Linked DNA regions of Zea mays: regions 1 and 2 are each linked to region 3. The links are chromatin contacts, called in public Hi-C maps. All regions are on one chromosome and are shown on one strand. The core of a region is the stretch at or near the end of the contact, and the rest is flanking DNA. Distances in the headings are between cores, read along the strand shown. Region 1 holds the start of LOC103632412. Region 2 holds the start of LOC103632410 (WD repeat and HMG-box DNA-binding protein 1). Region 3 holds the start of LOC100501369 (Fatty acyl-CoA reductase 1).

Region 1 (4,459 bases), core at 80-2,579, 140 kb before region 3:
GTGGACAAATTTAATACGAGATTAACGCAACTTGAACGAGTCAAATCAGAGTTAAAATGTGAGAGATATGAATTATAAAAGTTTTCAAATATTTTTAGTATTTATTTTATACTACAATTAGCTTTCAGTGGCATATTTAGAAGTACCAAGGGGTTTTCTACAAATTCCAGGGCAATTTAATCTATTTTCTACCACTACCGGAGCGGCGGCTCAATTGTGGCAAAAGTGCAGGGGCTCTTTTGAAGTTTTACGGGGCCGAAAGTGTATAGACGAGTTGAGTCGTCCGATCATGATTCATTAGCCCATATCAGATCGGGCTTCTTATGAAACGGTAAACAATCTTGTCCGTAGGATATACAAACAATCAAGCGCTCAGATTGCCCTGAACGAATTAGTCAGTTAAGATCTAATCCTAGTCGCAGCCCGCGACATCAACGGCTCATCGCGCAACACCCTAACATCTAATCCTGGCCGATCGTCCACATATCTACGCTTCTCATTACTCCCTCAACCAACGCCCCTAGACCGCGACGGCGTCCCCGATCGCGGCGGCGCCGCACGGGCGAGCAAACGCCCCTGTCATCCGGGACCCCATTCTTCCTGCTAACGTACGCTACGCGCAATAGAGAAGGAAGCGAGCCATATGGTGATGCTATTACCTTTGATTGCGCAGCACAAGGCTCCTATTCACGATGATGCGTAGAACTGCGGTGCTGGCGAGGAGTTCCCGCCACCATGCAGCCACAGGTGTCCCCACGGAGGACCGCTGATGGCCTGAAGCCACACCTCGCCCAAAGTGGTGGACACAACACAGGCGAGGTTCACCCGGCGGCCTGCTCGCCATGGAGGTGCCCTCGATACTGGATAGTGGCTTCGACCTCGCCTTAGCAGCCACACGGTGGCTCTCTCCGTCTCCAAGCTTTATCCGGCGCAGCGATGGTGCCCCAGTCCGGAGCAGAGGCAGAGCGCGCGGCAACGACTGGGCTTGCGGCAGCCAGGTTGTCGAGGCCCACAGAAGGCACCGGTTTTCCGGAAGCTACAGGTAACAGCGGTACCACGGCCACAGGTAACAGCGGCACCGGACGTTGCACCCGCACGACTTCCCCAAGCACTCCGCTTCCTCTCCAACAGTCGTCGAGGTCGGACCGGCAGCCCCGGCGGGAATCGTCCGCGGCCGCACGCTCCCACACATCTCCTTCAGCCCGAGGCCCTGGTGGGCGCGAGATAGGCATTTGGCGGAGGGCCGCATGGGCAGGCTTTATGCGGAGGGGCTCTGGCCGCCGGTGTGTAGTTGGCGATTGAGGCTGGGAGGCGGTGGAAAAGAGATTTAACTGAGATCCGGTGCATGCGGGTGGTTGCAACAAACTTCAGGAAGAAGCTTCCGCCAACTGGGTCCCATGCGCCAAGGAAAAAGTGGCACGACACATGTGTTCTCGGGGAGCAAGGTGCTGGCCCCAAGGATGAGTAGTTGGGTCAACAACGTGAGTTTTGGCCCAACACGCAGGTAAGTTGTTTTTTAATTTCAGTTTTGTTTGCTATTATTCAAACTTCCAAATTCAACTTTGAATCAGTTTGAAAAACACACGTTAAATTAGCACAGAAAAAAATCCAGCATGAGATGAAGGTTTTATATTTTTTTCTTATTTATTAATAATTATTTAAATAAATGCTTATCATGTAACGTTTAATGAAAAGAATATTCACTTAGTTAAATACGAAACCTTTCTACTACTTCATTTCTAAAATAACTCTTAGTTTCAAAATTCAGTTTTCAAAATTCAAAACTCAACTATAATTTGAGATATCCTAATTTACTATTTTACTTCTTTATTAACATCTCTTCAAAAGTAGGGAGCCCTCTAAAAGATATTTTAATTCTTAAACTTTTTTTAATAATCTTTTCGTGAAAACCAAATGGAATTTTGGGGTGCTACATGACCAAACTCATGCAAATGAATGCTTAGATAATTTCTTTGTTGGACATAAAGTGTACCTAAAACAAGAATCTCGAGTCATGTCTCCTTCCAAAACCATTCCTTTGTTCGGTTGGTTCATGTTGATGTCTTTATTCTATTTTGCCTCTCCTAGAGGATTGCATTGTCGCTTTATCAACCTAACCCAGGAAAAACATGTCTGATTATTTTCTTGGGTCTGATGCCTTTGGTTTCCCTATATCTATCTGTTGGTCACTTGTTCTCAAAAGCTCTGAATTAAGAACAAGGCAACACATATATTAATGGTTAAAGACCTTCGTCCTTCATGACATTATCTCTCTTAGGATATAATGATCTTCGGACGAAGGTCATGAAGGACATACCTTCATCATTTCAATATGCAAACATATAAACAGGGACATATAAAACGCAGAGAAAGCATAAATAACCATTTCAGATCATTAGATTATTCATATTATCATCATATATCCATGAATAAATATTAATGATATTTAAATTACATCAATACCTTCGGCTTGACAGAAGGCAAAAATACAAGAGTGACGCATGAGCGATTACAGGTCAGCGTGAAGAGTACAGGGGTACTGTTCATCTATTTATAGGCACGGGACACAGCCCGGACAAAATTACATTCGTGTCCTTGACAACTAATCATAACCATGACACAAATTATTAGGGACTAAGCGGTATTTTCCTCTTTAAGTCGGTGCTGCCCTTCGTCTCAAGCGTGTCATCATGCCGAAGCTCTTTCAATTGTAGCTTCGGCTGGTATCTTCATGTCGTGCCTGCTTGCATATCATCTTGCCGAAGGTGTTTTTGCTTAGAGGAATTTCGGCGGAGAAGAAGGCACCCAACAGTAGCCCCTTCGCGGTGCTAGATCGTTTTACGTAACGAGCTCGATCCGCGAAAAAACTCGAATGCTTCGGAATGCCGAAGGTCCGAAAAACACCTTCCATGAGCTCGATGCCGAGAAACGATTATAATATTTCAGGCGTCGAGCGGTCCACCATTCAGCGAGTGCAGGCGACCTGGCGGTTCACCTTCCTAAAAGGGAAATGTGCCCTTAGAACATTTCTATAATGTTTTGGTGATTAAATGCCCAACACGATTGATTAAATTCTTGTGTGCTAAATGAAGAGAGAAATACAAATCATATTACAAGGTATGTTTCTAGACTTAGAATATTGTTGTTGAATACTAATATGTTTGTCCAAGTGCTAGAAATAGTGACAAAAGAAGGAGAAAAGAAAAGGGAAAGAGTTGGCTGTGTGCAGCCAACACCAGCTCGGCCTGGCACACCGGACTGTCCGGTGGTGCACCGGACAGTGTCCGGTGCGCCAGGCTGGTCAATGGTGAAGTAGCCGGTCTCGGGAATCGACGGAGTTGTACTGCTATAATTCACCGGACAGTCCGGTGGTGCACCAGACTGTCCGGTGAGTCATCCACGACGAACTCGCCACTCTCGGGAAACAAAAAAGGCGACGTGGCTATAATTCACCGGAGTGTCCGGTGGTGCACCGGACTGTCCGAAGAGCCAACGGTTGCCAGCGCCAACGGTCGGCCACGCAATCTGCGGGCGACACGTGGACTGCTCCAAAGGTCATCTTGTGCACCGGATAGTGTCCGGTGCGCCAACGGGCCCGGAGGAGCAACGGTCGGATGCGCCTGATTTCGAAGGAGATCGTGCACCGGACATGAACAGTGGCTGTCCGGTGCACCACTCGACAGAAGGCAGGAATTGCCTTCCAAGATTGTCTCCAACGGCTCCTAGCTGTCTTGGGGCTATAAAAGGGACCCCTAGGCGCATGGAGGAACACACCAAGCTTTCAAGAAACATTATAAGACTCCCAGACTCCGACTCCACACATTTGATTCTCTGTGTTAGTAATTTGAGCTCCATTTGAGTTACGAACTCCGTGTGTTGTGTTTCGAGCTCAAGTCGTGACTTGTGTGCATGGCTGTGCTGCGGATTTGAGTCTTGCGTGTGTTGCTCTCCCCAACCTTACTATGTGCTTTCTTTGTGATCTCTATTGTAAGGGCGAGAGACTCCAAACTATGGAGATTCCTCGCACACGGGAAAAGACTCTAAAGGAAAAGACTGTGGTATTCAAGTTAATCATCACATCACTTGAAAGGGGTTGAGTGCAACCCTCATCCATTGGGACGCCACAACGTGGAAGTAGGCAAGTGTTACTTGACCGAACCACGAGATAAAAATCGTGTGTCTCTTGTGTTGCTTTCTCTATGATTGTTGTGTTCCCAAGAACTCGCTTCAAAGCTACTTAGTCGCACTAACTCTCTAATAAACTAAGTCTTGTGGCTATTTAATGTTTGATTTTATAGGATCATCTATTCACCCCCTCTAGGTGCTCTCAATTGGTATCAGAGACGTACTCTTCATCTAAGGCACTAACCGTTCGAAGAGATGGATCCTAAGGGAAAGGGGATGGTGGTCAACGACAAGGAGGAGTCCCTCTTGAATGAGCCAAGAGACGACAAGCCTA
Region 2 (4,535 bases), core at 876-3,375, 240 kb after region 3:
AGATGTTAGGAAAGTTAATATAACCTGCAAGCCTCCTTCGGTGAAAATGCGCAAAAAATTTAAGCTTGTGACTGCAGCAACCCATCCAGCACCAAGAGCCAGAGCCTTCACTTCTTCACCTTCAAATCTCATTGACCACTAAATTTGAATATGAAAATACATTATGCATCAACAAAGGGTAAATAGGTATAAACTTCAAGATTTTCATTTGTTGAACTTGTATTACCTAAGTGTGACATTCAGATAACGTACCTCGCTGTTACCAGCCCAGCTACCAAAAGGGCGGTACATTAGAGTGCTCATATTCTTGTCACCCTTACACGGATTTGCAAACACACTTCCTGATCCATTCATTGCAGCCATTGTGAAACCAAAATAGTCTGTCATGGAAGGAACTCTAGGTCCTCTTCCTGTGTCATGGAAGTCAACCTGAAAATGTAAATACAATAATTATTGCACTCTATATGCAGGAACTGAAATAGCATAAGATGGCTTGATCCACTTCAAGCTGCAATCAACTAAGCACATACAGCTACTAAGCAACAGGTAACAGCAGATCTTACCTCCACATGTGAATACCCCTCATTTTGAATAGTAGTGATACTTCCAAGCATGTTGTATGCGAGGAAATTTCGCATGCCAGGCTGTGGTGGCGTTGATCCAGGCTGGAAAGCAGCTTGCATTGTTGATGTAACCAACGTCACTGGTGTGGCAGAATCACCTCTTGCCTTCCCAGCATCCTCATTTTTATTTTGCTTATCTTTCATTCTTTTGGTATATTCCAATTGATGTATTAAATCTTCATTCTCACTATCTCCATCAAACGTAGACTTCCTCCTTGGTCTCTTGTGGTTGAAAGTTATTGAATCGCTGAAAGTATCATCAACATCATCCTCCAAGCCAACTGAGGTGTCTGGCTCATCGTCATTGTCATCAAATAGAGGAACCATATTGGAGTTGAGATCAGGTATGCCCTCATTAGGCGACTTCATAGTCGAAGGTACGACTGATTCCCAAATGCCAACCCTGCCCATGACATCAATCAGAAGTAAAGCATTTCCATTTGGTTTCCAAGCCAAGCTGCATATCCGCTCATCAAACTTCTGCCTCTCAATGTCCTGCCTTGACTTCACATCCCAGATGAGCACCTGCCTATCCAAGCCAGCACTGGCCAGATACCTCCCATTGGGAGACCAGCAAAGGCTGCTCACTGGTTGTTCATGATCTCCATATAGCGTGCACACCTCCTCACCCGTGTCCCTATCATACAGCACCACATTGTTCCTCAACCCGGGCACAGCAAGGGTCTGCCCATCAGGGCTCCAGCACAGAACATTCCTGACAGAGTTATCCGACCGAAACGTGGGAGCAATACGTGTCAAGGTACGGGCCTCAGCACCAATGCAAAGATCCCAATAGATGACGGTACCGAAGCTGTCCACAGATGCTAGGTAATCGTTTCTCGGGTCGAAATCCAGCCCAGTGACGGAGCCCTTGTGTCCTTTGAGCACCTTCGATATCGTGTTGTCAATGGTTGAAATCAGCTTGATGCCATCATCTTCACCTGCGGCCGCCAGTAGGGTGCCTTTCTTGTTAAAAGCGAGTGATCGGATAGGCAGGGTGAATCGGGCGACATTGCTCTGGAACTGCCCCTCTGCTTGCAGAGACCAGAAGATATGTCACAGATCTGTCCGAGAAAAGGAACGAAAATAGAAGAAGATTTCTTGGATCATATAAACGCCTCAGGGCGGTGAGATCCACGAACCTGGGAAGGTGTAAAACTTGACGGAGTGGTCGATGGATCCCGATGCCAGCGAGCCGCTGGGGCCCGGCGCGACTGCAAGTGCCGTGACGCCGTCTTTGTGGAGACGGATAGTAGCCAGCGCCGACGAACCCGAGCCCCGACCGCCGGCGAGCACCGTGGCGGCGTCGTGGATCAGGACGGCAGTGTCCGCGGCGGAAGCGGTGACGACGTGTTGTCCGCTGGGGCCCCAGGAGGCGGAACAGAGGGCTGGCGAGCCAGCCTTGTGCGCCTCACGGAGCTTGACCACGCGGCCTTTCATGGCGACTCTTCGCCTTTGAGGCTTTGTTTGTGGTGGCGCGGATTGGAAATGGGATGGGATGAACAGCGCTAGCTGGTGTTACAAATTGAGAAGATGGAGCTGTACCTTTTCGTTATCTATGGTTCCCGCCACCGCTAAAAATGGCGGGAGAAAGCGCGGGAAGGGTTGTTTAGGCGGGACGACGATGGTCCGCTTAGGTATTATTCCTCCATCAAAGACTCACGGTCGCGGCAGAGGGACACCGTGCGCCTGATACCGTTCGCTGCTCATCTGATGGTACACCGTAAACATCAAATAAGCATGCAAGAGTACGCATTGTCGGTCAATATACGTGACTATCCGTCTTATTAGTTGCCTGCTTCCGTGTGTACATGACCTGTAGCATGTAAAAAAAGTTGGTATGTGATGTTTGGTTGGCTACATTTATGATTGGATTAGGTCAAGTTTGTGCATAAAAGGAGTCGGAATTAGGCCCGCGCCATACTGTCGTTCGCTGTGTATCTACGTATAAAAACTGTGCCCAGCCATCTGCACTCACTCCTACAAGTAGACAATCACATAGTATGTGATATGGCCATGTTCTAGAACCGTAGAACACAAAGAATAAAAGACTACATTCAGGCCACATGACTTAGTCTCGCCTAAGCTTAAAATAGTCCAACGCACGACTTAGCCTCGCCTAAGCTTAAAATAGTCCAACATGTTTCAATTTCAGACTAACCTAGCACCCAATAATTATGGACCATACCGGACCAGCCTATGGGTTGAGCCGTCGACACACGATCTGGCACGTTATTGGTTAAACGGGCCAAACTCAATTTAGGCGATCTGAACTACAAAAGGACTAAAATTCAAATTCTGACCGAAACAGAAAAAGTCCCAAAAATCAAATTCTTACCCAAAATCTACCAATAGCCTCACAAATATGACTGGAATTCAGAATAGAGAACATAACACACCTCAATCCAAGCTAACGACATTTTAGGTTTCTAACGAGTCATTATAGGCTTCTAACATGCTTTTTAGGTATTCTTAACCCAAAAGACCACATGCAACTCGAAGTTGTTCATCCACCTGAGGTTACAAACTAAAGGTGGGAGAAGAGAAAGGGCCCCAATACAACCCCCACCATAAGACAATGTTGATGAACAGATCAAGAACCTCGAAGCAATCTGAAGAGAAGTTGAGGTACAGAGGTAAAAGATGCATTAGGTTGCTCATCTTCGGCAACAAATTGGTGAGGCATGACAAGAGTTGCATCGTATGAGAAGCGAAGAAGAGAAAATGCAGCAGCAAGGTCATGACAAGACCTTCACCCACAAGAACAGGACCATGATGCTTTCATCTATGACAAGACATCTCCTTTGTAAGTCGATCTGCAAGCAGCACCATGCCCAGCTTCGTATGGGCCACCATAGCTCCCCACATATGTTGGCTAGTCTCATCTTGTTGGTTACTTGCTTTGGTTTCTAAGGGAGATCAAGACAAGGCAACATAATTAAAAATATGGGTGTCCCTTCAATTTATCTTCAATCGAGAAGCAAACAGAATGGAAAAGGTCATCATAATTATAACTCTATGAGAAATATAATGGATAAATGCAGACAATGAAAATCTTTACTGTCATGCTCCTTGTATTATCTTTTTCTTATTACAAATGAATACATATGTACCTTCATAGATCCAGATGTTAATATGAAGGTAAGGGGTTAATACAACTTTAGATGTTGTTGAGGGCCCTCTTTAGCCAAACGTCCTCAAAACATTGACTAACCAGTTACTCCTAAGTTTGTTTCAGGTATAACAGGGTAAAATGCCAAAGGGCACCTTCGTTTGGAGACGCACAGTGATCATGGTTGTGAAGACGAAGCTACAAGCTTCGGATCAGCAGCATACGTGTATGATGAAGGAGCTAGCAGGAGAAGGATGGAATCCTCAACGCTTGTTTAGCAAGACTGCAAAAGGAAAAGACAACAATGCCCTTGATCATCATTGTAACTCATATGTATAGATTTGAGGGCATGATTATAATGTTTTCGAAGTTGTACCTCGTTGTTGGTCACTTGTTCTCAGATGCTATATCAAGAACAAGGCAACACAATCATTATTCATTACAGACCTTCGTCTAACCGAAGCGTTATCTCCTCGTGGATATAAAGCTTCGCCAGACGAAGGTTAAGAAGGACATACCTTCATCATTTAATATGCAAGCAGGAATGCAAAATGATAAATATGATAACTGCATTTCATTAATTGATTTATTCTTATATCTCATAAAATAGAAATGAATATAAACAATGTTAATATTACATTAATACCTTCGGCTTGCTCGAAGGTGTGGATGTGAGATAGTGAATACAATCCAGCATGAACAGTACGAGGTTACTGTTCATCTATTTATAGGTTCAGGACGCAGCCCGGGTGAAATCCATACCCTTGAACGTTTATTTACAAGCGACTAAAGCTAATAAG
Region 3 (4,444 bases), core at 1,186-3,685:
TCTGTAGTAACTTGATTCATGCTTGATTGCAGGTTTCTAGGTAGGCTATACTTCATTTCTTGTCTCTAAGGAGTAGTATAATAAGAGACTATTAACTGACTAAATACTGAGATCGAATACAGAAAAGAGGAGAGAAAAGAGAAACAGAGCTATGAACTTACAAGCCGGCTTGACAAAGAACAGAAACAAGTGAGGTCCTACATTAATATTGAAAATCTAACCACTATACGAATAGACTAAATAACAGACTACAAGAATCAATGGTTGACTCTATTATTAAACTTGCTCTAAATTAACCGAACTTTCTTTTTTAACAATGCTAACTTTTAGTACATAGCTCGTAATATGAATAGTCTCATATGACACTCATGTGATTCTGAGACGTGTATAAGCTTACCTCTTGATTTAGAGTTCATTAAAATACGAAATAATACGCAATGAACTTGCTAATAGGTACCTTTGGAGCTGCCCTAAGGAATATTGTAGAGTTGTTATCGGAATTGGCAGCCTAATACTGATCTAACTTTGATATATACCATTACCAGTAGTCAGCCATCACAAAATACGCACCTTTGCACATAGATCAGAGCACGAAATCCTAATGACCACTTTTAAAAACTGTATATAACACCTTAACTTTATAGCATTCAAAATTTATTGTAAAACAATTATCATTCTCACTTTCTAATACAAATTTCTCTTCTAATACAACATCTTTTTTTTCTCAATATATATACAACATTTTTTTCTCAATATCTCTATATATATGTACTTTTCTATTTTTCTAAGGGCATTTTGTTCCTTTACCTTTTGCGTTGGTGTGCGTGTGTATTATCTATGTTACAGTGACACAAATGATTTGAATATGCTTTCATTAACAGTAGCAGAAACAGCCGCATAAATAATGATTGATTGTCAATAGTTTGTTCTGACTTTCAGCAGTAATGCTTTGGTCACCTTTTTATGCCATGGTTAGTGCGTCAACACTGCTACACCAAAATACAAAGTAAAGTGTCCATAGAATATAAAACATACAAGAATATATGTGTTATGTTCACTAGGTAGCTGTGAACATGCATTATAGGCCAACAACTATGGTTAGAATCTCATTATATATAATTTTAGAATTTTTACTATTTAAATATGGGTGAGCACGATCAAGCCATTCGGCTGCCACGTGAAGAGACAATGAAGAGGCAAATATACTGTACAAACAGCGGCGGCTGCAGTACTAGCTAGCATCGTGAAATGAGGAAAATTTGTAATTTAATACAGTAGAGGTAGAGAATAGAAGAGATATACACAAGCTAGTGTTTTTTTTCGTTCAAAAAAATCAGATAGGTCACCTAATAAATATGTTTGCGATGTATCGGATGGGAGTAGCAACATGCGAGCGAAAGCTTGCATATGCATGTGGACAGGTACCCGATATATCGCCGCAAATGTACCAATTATCCTGTACATAGTACACACATCTGGAGTAGCATTTATAATGTTAATTAGACTGTACCACATGTAGACTAGAACGCATCTTACTTTATTGTACCGCAAATGTATATATATATATATATATATATATATATATATATATATATATATATATATATATATATATATATATATATATATATATATAGATAAATTAAAGAAGAAAATGCATGTGCTTACTTCGGCACTATGGTTACATGAAAATAAGGTAGCGTTTGGTTCTCAAGCTACTTGGGATAGAACCGAACGGCTCAGTCCTAGGAGCGGCTCTGTCTAATCAAATGGTTCAACATTTAAGTACAATTTTTTATTTTTAAAACCAGTTCATCCTATATGAAATTAATTAAAACAAGAACAAATTGAGAGCGGAGCGGCTCGGTTCTACCGTACTTCGGAACTAAACGCAAACCAAGTGAAAGAGAACAAAAACCCCAAACAGAAATTAACAGAACTAGTACAGAGTGAGATCATGCCGTTGCTAGAAGCCATCACCTCAGTCTCCACCCGTTTCTTGGCTGATGCAGCATCCGGCGCACGCACGGGGAGGTAGATCCTCTTTACGTCCGGCTGGACCCTCAGTATCTTCTCCACGAGGACTGCAACAAGACATGACGGCAGAGAGAGACCTCAAGGTGAGCACAATGCATGTATGAAACAGAGACATGCATGCACGCATACATGCTTACTCTTTCCAAGGAAGCCTGTTGCGCCCGTGATCAGGATGCCCTTGTTCTTGAAGTACCCAGGGATCCTGCTTGTTTCCTCCATTGTTCTCTCGATCCGTGCTGCTAGCTCCGTGTGTTTGTGTATGAGAGCTGGAGAGGGAAAGCAGGAAGGGGAGAAAGACACGCTAGAGTGACAGCGCGCGCACCAAAAGAGGCTCCTGATGTGGGGTATTTATGGCGCACAAGCCACCCACCAAAATCCGTCCTTGAATGGAGGGTTGAGTACACGTTTAATCTAGCAGTGGGCAATGGCAGATACTCCACTTTTTATTGCAAGGGACAGTGCACCGAGCTCAGATGATAATAGCAGACGATAATCTTGCTGTATTAATTTGTAACATATACTAGCTTTCCACTATAATCCGTCCTTGAATGGAACAAGCTTGATGGCATATGATATATACTCACAAGGAATAAAAGAAACCCCCAGATGCTTTGACAGCTGAAAATGCTCGTGGTCACGGAGGACGGATGGATGATTATCATGCAGTAGCGTATACAGGAAGGGAACGACGGATGGATGTTTCCAATAGGTAAGGTGAATAAAAGTAGGTGAGAAAAGAAGACAAAGCCAGTGACCAGTCGTTGAACAAATAATCCAGTATTTGCTTGCGCATCGTTGGCTTAGCCATCTGTTCTCCACCACCGCACGCGACCGGCCGGCACAATCTGGGCTTTGTTTATCAGAAAATCTATTCAATGTCATCCAAACTATAAAATTTATTTCAATACCATTCAATTTAAATTTTAATCTCTTAATACTATTGACGTTAGCTTAAAGCTAACACCATTAGTTCCATTTAAAACAAATCTCTTTAATGTCATTAAAATTTATACCGATCACTTCAATACCACTTAAAATTGGAATAAGCACTAGTAGAAAAGAGCTCAAAGCCTGCGGCACGTTCAACTTTTCACTGGCGGTTTCCGTTATCAAACGTCAGTGAAAGAAACAGGTGGGCCCGGCTTTAAAAACCGCCAGTGGAAACCTATTTCCACTGGCGGTTATCTTAACACAACCGCCAGTGGAAATAGGATGTTTCCACTGGCGGTTGTGTAACACCAACCGCCAGTGAAAATTGATTTCCACTTGCGGTTATCTTAACACAACCGCCAGTGGAAACATCATATTTCCACTGGCGGTTGTGTTAAGATAACCGCCAGTGGAAATAGGTTTCCACTGGCGGTTTTTAAAGCCAACCGCCAGTGAACTGTCTGTTATAAATACCCCTCTTCTTCCCCCTACAGTAAACTGTATGCTCGCAGCCAACTTCCATTGGAGGCGATTTTGGAGGTCCAGAATTCACAAAATACATGGGGAGAGGTTTTGATCTTCATTTTTTGGAAGAAGATTGCTAAGAAAGGTTGGTTTATGTTGCTAATGTCAATTTTTATTCATTTTTGCTCAATTTTAGCCACATTTTGGATCTAGGGTTTCACCATTTGAGAGAGAGTGTGTCCTCTCTCAATTTTAGCCACATTTTAGCCACATTTTTGCTCTATTCCCTCAAATAAAGTTGTTTAATATGGTTAGATTTTGTCTATCCTCTCTCCTTTTTCATGTTTAGTTCTCAAATCAGTTTATCCATGACATATTAAGTTGTTTAATGAATGGTTCATGTGTTGTGTGGAGAGAGAAGAAGATAGGTTTGGTAATTAAGATTATTTTTATTAGTTGCTATGAAAGGTTGGTTTAATTATGTTTTAATTGCCAATTATTGTTCATCTTTGCTCAATTTTGGAACTAGGCCTTCACCATGTGTTAGAGAGAAGAGTATGGCTAGGAAAGTTTGGTTTTATGTTCCTCTTACCAATTTTTGTTCATTTTCCTTAAATTTAGCCACATTTTGGATATAGGGTTTCACCCCTTCATCCTTCCCGACAAGAACTATAGCTCGCAGCCCAACTTCCATTAGAGGGCCAGATTTCACAAAATACAAGGGGGGGGGGGGGTTTATCTTTATTTTTTGGAAGAAGGTTGCTAAGAAAGGTTGGTTCTTGTGTGTTTATGTTACTTTTTTACAGGTGGTGATGGAGAGGACATCCTGGATGTATAACTTATCAAGGCTAGATCCATCATACATATCCGAGGTCCATAGGTTTATTGATGTCGCTACGAACCATGCTTGGAGAACAAAGACAAAACACATATATTGTCCATGCATGGACTGCAAAAATGCTGCTGTATTTAATGACACAGAACAAATCATATCTCATCTGGTATGCCGAGG

The links. A called contact is a pair of places that touch in the nucleus more often than the background predicts.
Region 1: a contact with region 3 is called in a Hi-C map of leaf, with 5 times the contacts expected there. The contact joins the promoter of LOC103632412 here to the promoter of LOC100501369 in region 3. A contact is called at or near these places in 3 of 25 Hi-C or Micro-C datasets (bundle sheath, ear and leaf).
Region 2: a Hi-C map of endosperm shows a contact between it and region 3, with 3 times the contacts expected there. The contact joins the promoter of LOC103632410 here to the promoter of LOC100501369 in region 3. A contact is called at or near these places in 4 of 25 Hi-C or Micro-C datasets (bundle sheath, ear, endosperm and 1 more).

The regions. Positions count from the first base shown.
Region 1 is chr7:71,098,418-71,102,876 of Zm-B73-REFERENCE-NAM-5.0, forward strand. LOC103632412 reads right to left here and starts at 1,330. Exons shown (of 2, transcript XM_008654240.3): 1 at 660-1,330.
Region 2 is chr7:71,480,902-71,485,436 of Zm-B73-REFERENCE-NAM-5.0, forward strand. LOC103632410 (WD repeat and HMG-box DNA-binding protein 1) reads right to left here and starts at 2,126. Exons shown (of 12, transcript NM_001347114.1): 1 at 1,766-2,126; 2 at 564-1,654; 3 at 253-429; 4 at 25-138. The coding sequence starts at 2,063.
Region 3 is chr7:71,240,076-71,244,519 of Zm-B73-REFERENCE-NAM-5.0, forward strand. It overlaps LOC100501369 (Fatty acyl-CoA reductase 1), which reads right to left and starts at 2,436. Exons shown (of 6, transcript NM_001196109.1): 1 at 2,175-2,436; 2 at 1,981-2,084. The coding sequence starts at 2,256.